Regions from separate parts of the Zea mays genome. Here region 1 is linked to region 2. Evidence: chromatin contacts called from public Hi-C data. All regions are on one chromosome and are shown on one strand. The core of a region is the stretch at or near the end of the contact, and the rest is flanking DNA. Distances in the headings are between cores, read along the strand shown.

Region 1 (5,518 bases), core at 2,547-5,046, 140 kb before region 2:
GTCCCTGGTGTCATGGAACTCTAAGAAACAAACTTCCGTTGCCCTATCCACCGCTGAGGCCGAGTATGTTGCCGCAGGACAGTGTTGCGCGCAACTACTTTGGATGAGGCAAACCCTCAGGGACTTTGGCTACAATCTGAGCAAAGTCCCACTTCTATGTGATAATGAGAGTGCTATCCGCATGGCGGAAAATTCTGTTGAGCACAGCCGCACAAAGCACATAGACATCCGACATCACTTTTTGAGAGACCACCAGCAAAAGGGAGATATCGAAGTGTTTCATGTTAGCACCGAGAACCAGCTAGCCGATATCTTTACCAAGCCTCTAGATGAGAAGACCTTTTGCAGGTTGTGTAGTGAGCTAAATGTCTTAGATTCGCGGAACCTGGATTGATTTATAGCATACATGTGTTTATGCCTTTGATCATGTTCCTTATACATTTTGTTGCTTATTTACGGTGATCAAGTTGTACAAACACTCTCCGGACCTCACAAGTCCATTGCAAAGTGATGCACATATTTAGGGGGAGCTGTGTTACAACTTGACCCTTTGAGACTAACCATATGCTTGAGTTTGCTTGTTTTAGTCTCAAAGGAGGTTTGAAAGGGAAAAGGTGGACTTGGACCATGAAAGACTTCCACTGCACTCCGATGAGAGGGTAACTTATTCCAAGTTCATCTCATGTACTCTCATTGCCTTTTGTATTCTTATTGAAGATTTTGGTGAGGCAATGGGGTTCTAGGGCCAAGATTGATCCCGTTTTGGTGCTTGATGCCAAAGGGGGAGAAAATAAAAGGCCAAAGCAATAAATGGATCAGCTACCACTTGAGAGATTTGAAAATAGTAGAGTAGAGCTTTTGGTTTGTCAAAACTCTTTTATTGTCTCTTTTGTCAAAAGTTGGCTTCTTGTGGGGAGAAGTATTGATTATGGGAAAAAGGGGGAGTTTTTGAAATTCTTGATCAACCTTCTTTGGAATACCTCTCTTTATGTCTTAACATGTGTGTCTGACTTAGAGATAGAAAGTTGAGTTTGATTTGCAAAAACAAACCAAGTGGTGGCAAAGAGTGATCCATATATGTCAAATTTGAATCAAAACATTTGAGTTCTCATTTGAATTGATTTTTGTATTTGTTCTACTTGCTTTATATTGTGTTGGCATAAATCACCAAAAAGGGGGAGATTGAAAGGGAAATGTGCCCTTGGGCCATTTCTAAGTTTTTTGGTGATTTGGTGTCCAACACAAGTGCCTAAGTGTAAAATGGTGAACAAAGTACAAATCAAGGATTAAGGTATGTTTCTCAGACTTAGTACATTGTTTATGGACTAATGTATTGTGTCTAAGTGCTGGAAATAGGAAAAATCCAATTAGAAATGTCTTGGCTCGAGCAGCCAAGACTCTGCTGAGTCTGGGAGCACCGGACTGTCCGGTGGTGCACCGGACAGTGTCCGGTGCGCCAGACTGAATCGAGCGAAGTGGCCGCTCTCGGGAATTCACCGGCGACGTACGACTATAATTCACCGGACTGTCCGGTGTGCACCGGACTGTCCGGTGAGCCAACGGTCGGTCGGGCCAACGGTCGGCCGCGCGATCTGCGCGGGACACGTGGCCGAGCCAACGGCTAGAAGGGGGCACCGGACTGTCCGGTGTGCACCGGACATGTCCGGTGCGCCAACGGCTCCAAGTCAGCCAACGGTCGGCTTCGCCATTTAAGGAAGGAAATCGGGCACCGGACAGTGTCCGGTGCGCCACGCGACAGAAGGCAAGAATTGCCTTCCCTGTTTGCTCTTAACGGCTCCTAGCTGCCTTGGGGCTATAAAAGGGACCCCTAGGCGCATGGAGGAGTACACCAAGCAACCTTAGAGCATTCCTGATCATCCACACTCAGTCTTTGCGCATTCGTTTGTCATTCTCAGTGATTCGAGCTCCGTTCTAGTGAGAACTTTGAGATAGTCTTTTGAGCTCGATTCTTGGTCGTGTGTGTGCGCATTTTGCTGTGGATTTGTGTGTGTTGCTTCCCTCCCTTACTCCGTATTTCTTTGTGAATCTCAAGTGTAAGGGCGAGAGGCTCCAAGTTGTGGAGATTCCTCGCAAACGGGATATTGAAAGGCAAATTAAAACACGTGGTATTCAAGTTGGTCTTTGGACCGCTTGAGAGGGGTTGATTGCAACCCTTGTCCATTGGGACGCCACAACGTGGAGTAGGCAAGCGTTGGTCTTGGCCGAACCACGGGATAAACCATTGTGTCATCTCTGTGTTTGATCTCTTGTGGTATTGTGTTTTGTTGAGACTCCTCTCTAGCCACTTGGCGATTATTGTGCTAACACTTAACAAGTTTTTGTGGCTATAAGTTTAAGTTTCACATGATCACCTATTCACCCCCTCTCTAGGTGCTCTCAAAGGTTCTATGTGTCTGAGGGATCGTTTATGAAATTGATGGAGACAAACCAGAATTTTGTTGTGAGAGATCCAAATAGAGCACATTTATTCTATCTTCCATATAACTCTCATCAAATGGAGCATAACCTTTATGTTTCTGGCTCAAATGTCTACGTTAAAAACTACATTGACATTATCTCGGCCAAGTACCCATATTGGATTTGGACAAAAGGAGTTAATCATTTCTTTGTTGCTTGCCATGACTGGGTATATTTCTTCCTTGAATGACCATCATGTAAATTATGGATTTTTAATCAATACCTTTTTTACTGGTTTTTATCATCTTTTTTAGAAAATGTTTGATCAACCATCGAGGAGAAACATAGATTTAATTTGAAAAATAATTTATGTACTTGACATTATATCTTCTTTCAGGGGACTTACACAACAAAATTGCATGATGAATTGAATTGCACGATGAATTGCGGAAGAACACTATTAAAGCTCTCTGCAATGCAGATCTCTCTGTTTGAATTTTTATCCGTGGAAAAGATGTTTCCCTTCCGGAAACATTTCTTAGATCACCAAGAAGACCTCTAAGAGATATTGGAGGAAGACAGTTGCACAGAGGACTATCCTGATCTTCTTTGCAGGGCAGATGCGTGGTTGAGTTTGACCTGTACTTCTCAAGTATTGGGGAGACAAGGATGCTGATATGAGAATGTATAAGTAGGCTGCCACACTGTACTATATTATATAATACCATAAAGTGTGTCAAAGAAAGATGATAGTTACTATAAATAATTGATGAGTGGTTGTGTGCATATGTCGTCTCATATCTGAAGGTGATCAAATTGTTAGTGCTCGTGCATATGCTGATTGAAACTGAAACAATTGTTGGCGGTGATGATATGATGCTAAGATTTACCTAGAGATAGCTTGTTAAGATTTGCTCTTCATATAAGAATATCTCATGTAATTTGCTCTTCTCTATAATCTGTCCCTATTTCACTCTCTCTTTCATGCTTCTCCTCTTGATATACCATTAAATATAAAGACAAACAACCTTAAGAACACGAATATTTTGTTGAATACTTTGTATACACGGACATCTAAATAGTATAACAATAACGCGACTGATTGCACTAGCAAAGCAAAGGAAGCTGAAGTTCACACCCAGCACCTCCCGTCCAGAAATAGAAAACCTGTCATACCATTCCCAATTTCCCATGCCAATGCTGCAATGTACCCACCATATGCTGATAAGCCCAAAATCTAGCGGCCATACTCTGACCCACCCCCGGCGTGCGCCTAGCAATTTTGGGCTCGATCGTTTCCCGTGCCCCCGACCCGAACGCCGCCCCTGATAAAAACCACCAGTGCCCCTGCCAAGCAAACCTTTTTTCCCCTCTGCACGCTACTCTCTCCTTTCTCACTACCCCGCCCGTCAAAGCGAGAGCGCCGTATCACCGGTCTATCCATCCCTTCACCGCTGCCTCGACCCGCGCCGAAAGATACCTTTCCCCCCCTTCCTCTCGCGCCGCCGTTTTGGTGCGACCATGGCGGCGGAGGGGGAGGCCAAGAACCCGTCCGGCGGTGGCGAAGGGGGTAACCCCCAGCACCAGCAGGCAGTGCAGGCTGCGCCGGCGGAGCCGCCAACGGCACAGGGGGAAGCGGTGCAGGAGGCTGGAGCGCAGGCGACGGGACAAGAGCCGGAGGGGGAGAAGGCGAATCGAGATGGGGAGGGAAGCGCGGGGGAGAAGGACGACGGCGCGTGCAGAGATCTGGTTCTGGTTGAGGATCCGGAGGTGCTCGCCGTCGAGGACCCGGAGGAAGGTACAACGCCCGTTCTTGCAGTCTCTCTCTCTCTCCGGCCTTGGCTCTAGTAGTAGTTGCCCCTGTTGGTGCTTGTGTCTCAGCTGTCAGATGCATGGATACACTGACGTTTTTTTTCCTTCTGAACATAACAGGTGCTCATAAACAGAAAAAAAATAAAGAAAATAACTTTGCGGGCAGATGGGGAGTTTATTTTTTTGTTTCCTGCTTCGGGTTCTATTAATAACTTTGTACTCTTGCTGAGAATACATATACATGCAAAGGATCAGAGATTGGGTCCAGTTATTCCTTTTGTACTAATCTGTTAGCTCTTATAGTTACTCAAAGGGTTGAAGGCTTCAGAAAAGCATGGTTTGTTTTATTCTATAAGTCCATTATTACGATCATTTGACTTGTACTCGTGCAATAAACAGAAGGCCCTTTCTTCCTTTCACCTCTTTGTTGTTATGCTACTTTTCCCTGATACAGTGAACACGAAATTGAATCTTATTTGAAGTTATATGTGTGCAATCCTTTTTGTTCTGCCTTATTTTTTGTGCTGTCTGCGTTGAACTAAGTACTCATGCATGCATGTATGAATTGAGGATTTATGTTTATTTGGCCTGAAGTTCTTGGCTGGGCGCCTCTGAGATTTTTTTTCTCTCCCCTGGTTACAGCTGCAGCAACCGCAGCACTCCAGGAAGAAATGAAAGCGCTCGTGGCATCCGTCCCTGACGGTGCTGGGGCAGCATTCACAGCCATGCAGCTTCAGGAGCTAGAGCAGCAGTCCCGGGTTTATCAGTACATGGCTGCCCGAGTACCTGTGCCTACTCACCTCGTCTTCCCCGTATGGAAGAGTGTAACCGGTGCATCCTCTGAAGGCGCCCAGAAGTACCCTACTTGTAAGCTTCAAATCTGTCTCATCACATGTGTGCTCTTATGAAATCCTGTTAATTTTGGGTAGACTTTGCCAAGTTGTTCCATGATAGCGGTTTGTAGGCCGGTACAATGAATAAATTTACTAATCTCATCTGAAACTGCCCTTCTTCTATAGGTTTAGTTAGTTATAATTCTACCAAACCAATGTTCAGTGCAATTTGATGCGCATGTTACCAAGTGTGGAGACATTCTAACCGTTCTTGCTAACCTGATTATACAGTGTTGGGCTTAGCAACACTCTGCTTGGACTTCGGGAAGAACCCTGAACCAGAACCAGGGAGGTGCCGGCGAACGGATGGCAAAAAATGGCGATGTTGGAGAAACACTATTCCAAACGAGAAGTACTGCGAACGCCACATGCATCGCGGTCGCAAGCGTCCTGTA
Region 2 (5,393 bases), core at 2,173-4,672:
ATCCCCTGGGAATCGTCTGAGTCATCGGACGACACCGGTGGAGAGGTGTAGGTTGGCGACCACTCGGACTCGGAGGAGAACTCCTCCTCTGAGTACTCGGAGTCACCGAAGTCCTCGGAGGGGGGACTCGGCTCGCGCTTCCGCTTGTCGCCGGAGTGGTGCGGTGAACTTCCGCCTTTCTTGCCCTTGCCCATGGTTGAGTAGAAGAGAAGAGAAAAGAGGAGAATAAGCAACAAATGACTGAAAGATGTGTGAAGACACCAGTGAAGCAAGCGCTCTATTTATAGGGGCGGGAGGCAACCGCTCATCTCCTACCATGGTCACTGAACAGTCGCAAATATTCAATATGCAATTCAAATCGTATGGAAATAAGCCAGGCGGCAGACACCGTTTCACATAACATGACACCCATTGGGACTGAAGTCAACTGCTTGGACGATATGATTACACCCCGCGGTCACGTCAAGTTACTACTCAGGGGCAGTTTGCTAAATGCTCAGCGCACCAAGCCGTCCCTTGGCTACACCCATTGGGGGGACGTCCAGGAATTTTTAATAGATTTTCCCAAGCAGTCACATCCATACAGTATACGCAATGAATGTATCAAGACAGAAGAAAGATATCGATAGAGATCGGAGGAAAGCCAAAAATAGCTGCTGAAGTACAAGTCTAATCAACAGAAGCATTGAAGCACGAAGCAAAATGAAGACCAGCCAAAGAGCCATCTACCAGACGTCCAATCTGTCGCCGATCAAATAAATTTCAAACCTAACAGGACATGGGTAGATCGCATTGCTGATCTCAAAGGCAAAACCATATGCTGATCTCTAAAACATAAAGCTGATGATATAATGCTGAATTCTAAGGCATTCGACGAAGATAAAAAGATGATTTCTAAAAGCATGAGATGAAGAGCTTTGAGTGGATTATCTCCAGTAATCCACTCAAAGCTCGGGGGCTACACCCATTGGGTGCACCTCCGTTGCACCCATTGAATCATTAATCTCAGAAGACAGAATGCTGATCTCTAAAGCACGAACTGATGATGAAATGTTGATTTCTAAAGCATAAGACAAAGATGAACCAATGACTTCTAAAAGGGAGGAAATGAAGACCTTTGAGTGGATTATTTTCAGTAATCCACTCAAAGCTCGGGGGCTACACCCATTGGGGGTGCACCCAATGAATCTCCAACCTCCAAAAAACGAAGTGCTGATCTCTAAAGCATAAGCTGACCGATCAAAGCTCAGAAGCAACGACTTGACAAGCGTACTGTCAAAGCATCCACATTTTAAAATCAAAACTGCAAGCTGGACCTAGAATCTTTGGGCCGATTATTTCAAAATCAACTCAAAGATTGGGGGCTTGTGGGGGACAGATATCCTCCGGGTCCACTAGAAGGCTAGAGGACCTCGCAAAAGGCCTTGGGCCTATTGTTTTGCAAGGCCATCCCTTCGTGGGCCTAGGGAGGAGTGTCTGGCAGAGTGGATCGATGCAATACTGGATCAACTCGAGCCCGAGCGGCCCAATGAACTTAAGCATTATCCACAACAGTGATCCGATTCTCCCGCGCTATGCCCTCAGGCGTCGGAACTGAATGATGATAAGTCGGCAGAATTATAGGAAGATAAGCTCAGTCAGTTCACTATTACTTAGGCGCACGTTGTTATCATATCCGCATGTAACGCCCCACGGTCGAGTATATAAGGCCTAGGGGGCACCCCCTCAAACAACAACTCACTCCTTAGCCGTCTGCTCAGCTCTCTAGTATCCCTCATACTAGAGAACTCCTCTATAACCCACCATATAAAAGATCCACAACAGGAAGTAGGGTGTTACGCCTCTCTAAGCGGCCCAAACCTGTATAAAATTGTCCACTGTCTCTCGTGCATCTAGCACGAACCATCGAGCTACAGTCGGTAACATCGTCCTACTCCAAAAAGCACCTCGAGGGGCAACCCCGGGTGCGCGGTTGGACCCAAAACACCGACACATATGCACTGGGGGAACATTCGTCTTTCACAAGTGAGCAGGCAAGGTAGGCATGGTTCCACATGAGCTGATCCACACCTAACAAACAATTAATCAGCGGGAAGGGCCATTGACCCATATCATTACCAAATTAAACCCACATGTAGTTGCGCGCAATGCAATTGCAACAGCAGAGCAGAAGAAAGCGATACGACCAAACTCCCAGAATTGAATCAACCAACCAACAATATGAAGTGTTCTGTTAACTAAACTACAGCCATGGGTTGCAACGGTAATACTCCCCCCACAGCCTACTAAATGTAGCTACAAATAAACTCTGCATGCACTAACACTTGTACGAAGGACTAGTGCGGCCGGAGGGCTACCTCCACCTGGATCGAGGACCAAAAAAGCAAAGGACAAGATAAGCAAAACCTAACAAGCGCATGCACACAATAACTATGAGTTGTGGGGGATTGAGGACGGTCGAGGTGGGGGAAGGGTGCTCACCGTGTCGCGAGGGAAGGCTGGTGTCGAGGTGAGGCACGCACAGAGCGGCGAGGATGGACCGGGAGGTGAGGCGAGGAGCAAAGGATGCATCGTGCCGACCGCCGAGCGTCACGCGTGCAGTGCTGGGAAGGAGGGGAGAGGAATCATTTTCTGTCTTCACAAGCTAGGAATCTCTTGTGGGCTTTAGATTTGGGCTAGGAAAGTGAGTGGAATGTTGATTTCCAATTTCAAGTGCATCCAAACAGGCTTGCCATAGAATCTAATTCTAATTCAGCCCAATTCAAACCAAACAAACAGGCCCTCAGGGCTACGCCGAGAAGCCTTTAGACAACGGCACGTTCACCCCGAAGGGGAGCACACATACCGCAAAGGGGCTTACGAGCGACGCCATGACCTTTCGTCTACTATCCTCATCAAAGTGGGGGAACAAGGGGCGGTTCAATGTCAAGAAAGGGAGAGGGAGAGAAAGGGGGAGGAGAGAGCGCCAAACAGGTGAAGTTCCACAATCGGTTGAAAAAGTCGCCTTAAATACTCGCCCTAGTCCCTAGATATGCTATATGTAAAATATGATATGATTGTCCGTGTTAGATTTGTATTTATATAACAATACCAACAAGTCGTCTACAAGAACAATAATAAAAAACTAGGCTAGAAAGGCATTTAGCTTATATATATATAATCACCATCATAGGATTTTCTGTGAAGAGCCGGACCATAACAAAACCAGGAGGAGAGCCGAGCGCGTGGAAAATGATATCCGTACGAAAAGTGCACGTGCTGCCCCACACGTCAGCTTGCGTAACAGATCGGGACCCATCCTCCGCATGATATTTGCATACAACCCCTCTCCAATTTCGCACCGACCGACCGAAGCCCCCCGTCCCCCAACAACCAAAAAAAGCCCGCACGAGACGAGAGACGAGACCCAGACGTCTCGCCCTCGGCTTCTTCCTCCCCTCCCTGACCGCTGCCGCGACCTCTCGGCGAAACCCTAACCTACCTTAGACCCCGCCGCCGCCGCCGCCCAAGGGAGAGAGAGACTTGCACATCAAAGGGCGTCCGATGGGGAAGAAGAAGAAGCGCGTCGATAAGGTCTTCTGCTACTACTGCGACCGCGAGTTCGACGACGAGAAGATCCTCGTCCAGCACCAGAAGGCCAAGCACTTCAAGTGCCACGTATGCCACAAGAAGCTCTCCACCGCCTCTGGCATGGCCATACACGTCCTCCAGGTCCACAAGGAGTCCGTGACCAAGTGAGAACAGCCTCCCCGCCCCCTCTCCTGCTCTTCCCCGCCTCGATCTGCGCCTGCCTCGATCTGGCGCGACTGATTAGATAGGGGAGATAGCTCTGCTAATCCCCGCCGCCCCCATAATTGTGCTGTGCAGCTTCGTTTGAGCTATTGACACCCCCTTGTTGTTGGCGGTGTGTAGTTTAGTCGATGGATTGCACGTGCGCCTTACTGACAGTTGAATTTTGAAGGAAAAAGCCTGTTTTAACGTCTGTGCTTCCTGAAATTTCTAGAATTACGATATTAATGCTTGTCGGCTATCCCTTTTATTATGGCCTGAGAGTGAGAGGCTTTTTACCGAGAAAGGCAGAGCGTGATTCTGTAATCTGGACGATATGCTTGTGTTAGGATTCCATCATGCGCATGGTTTTCATGATCGGATTGTTGTGACTTGTGCGTATAGGGTGTTATACTCTTATGCTTTTCATTTTATCGATTAATGTCATGTTGATTCCAGCGTGTTGGTATTTACAAAGATGCTAGTGTGTTGGTACTATGGCATATATATATATATATATATATATATATATATATATATATATATATATATATATATATATATATATATATATATATATATATGGGAAAATATCCTAGAGGACATATCCTGTGCAATCACTCATTTTGGTGCAAGCGTGCAATCAAACTATCCAGAGCATCCAATCTAGATCCAACGGTTTCATATGGAAGGGGTTAAAAGTAAAATAGGTACTATGTTTTAAGTGGAAGGGGTTAAATATAAAATAACAGTCATCATTAGATCTAGATCGGATGCACCAGATCGTTTGATTGCATGCTTGCACCAGGATAAGTGATTGCATAGGATATTTGTATATCCATCAATTGCTACTCTGAGAATACTGCAGTTAAGAAAATTTTCAAGTACAACCTTTGCACTGCTACAATTTTAACCTGTTACTTATTTTTTACTACAGGGTTCCTAATGCAAAGCCTGATAGGGAGTCAACGGAGATAGAGATATTTGGAATGCAGGGAATTCCTGCGCATGTATTGGCTGCTCATTATGGAGAAGGTATGCAGATTTCTCTGCTGTAAAATGTCCCCTTGCGGTTTTGGATGACCAGAGAGTCCTGAAAACTGTGATGAATCTAGAAGGGTACCGTTTATTTTTTTCTTAGTAGCAGTTGTTTTGTTCTCCTTATCGCTAGGAAAGCACTACAAATTGTAGGTTTCTGGAGTACTCTAGCTGCATATAAGGCTCTGACAGCGAACATATAATGAAATTATGCATAAATTGAATTTAAGAACTGAAACTTGCTATTTTGTACCATTCCAGAAAGAGCGTTATAATTTCCCACTTTACCTGACATTTGTTCCACGTGCAGAGGAAGACCCTTCAACAAAGGTACCCAAAGTAGAAGTGCCTCAGGTAAGGCCTGTTATTATGCCTAATTCGCTAGGCATGGCATTTCCTCCGCGACCAGCTTATGGTGTGGCACCTCCAATGTATGTTCTCTATTTCCTCCTTCCTACTTGCACCAATTTAATGTTTGTGTTTATGTAATCATTGTGAGCAATCACTTTGGAAGTGTTCTAAATCTGTAACATTTGCTGGCAGCTATAATCCTGCACTCAATCCTTTGATGGCCCGGCCTCCAATTT

The links. A called contact is a pair of places that touch in the nucleus more often than the background predicts.
Region 1: a Hi-C map of ear shows a contact between it and region 2, with 3 times the contacts expected there. The contact joins the promoter of LOC100101537 here to the promoter of LOC100217135 in region 2. A contact is called at or near these places in 5 of 25 Hi-C or Micro-C datasets (bundle sheath, ear, endosperm and 2 more).

Annotation. Positions count from the first base shown.
Region 1 is chr2:205,348,104-205,353,621 of Zm-B73-REFERENCE-NAM-5.0, reverse strand. It overlaps LOC100101537, which reads left to right and starts at 3,796. Exons shown (of 3, transcript NM_001112553.2): 1 at 3,796-4,216; 2 at 4,873-5,097; 3 at 5,355-5,518. The coding sequence starts at 3,940.
Region 2 is chr2:205,203,991-205,209,383 of Zm-B73-REFERENCE-NAM-5.0, reverse strand. LOC100217135 reads left to right here and starts at 3,422. Exons shown (of 7, transcript NM_001143503.1): 1 at 3,422-3,734; 2 at 4,706-4,803; 3 at 5,117-5,237; 4 at 5,350-5,393. The coding sequence starts at 3,544.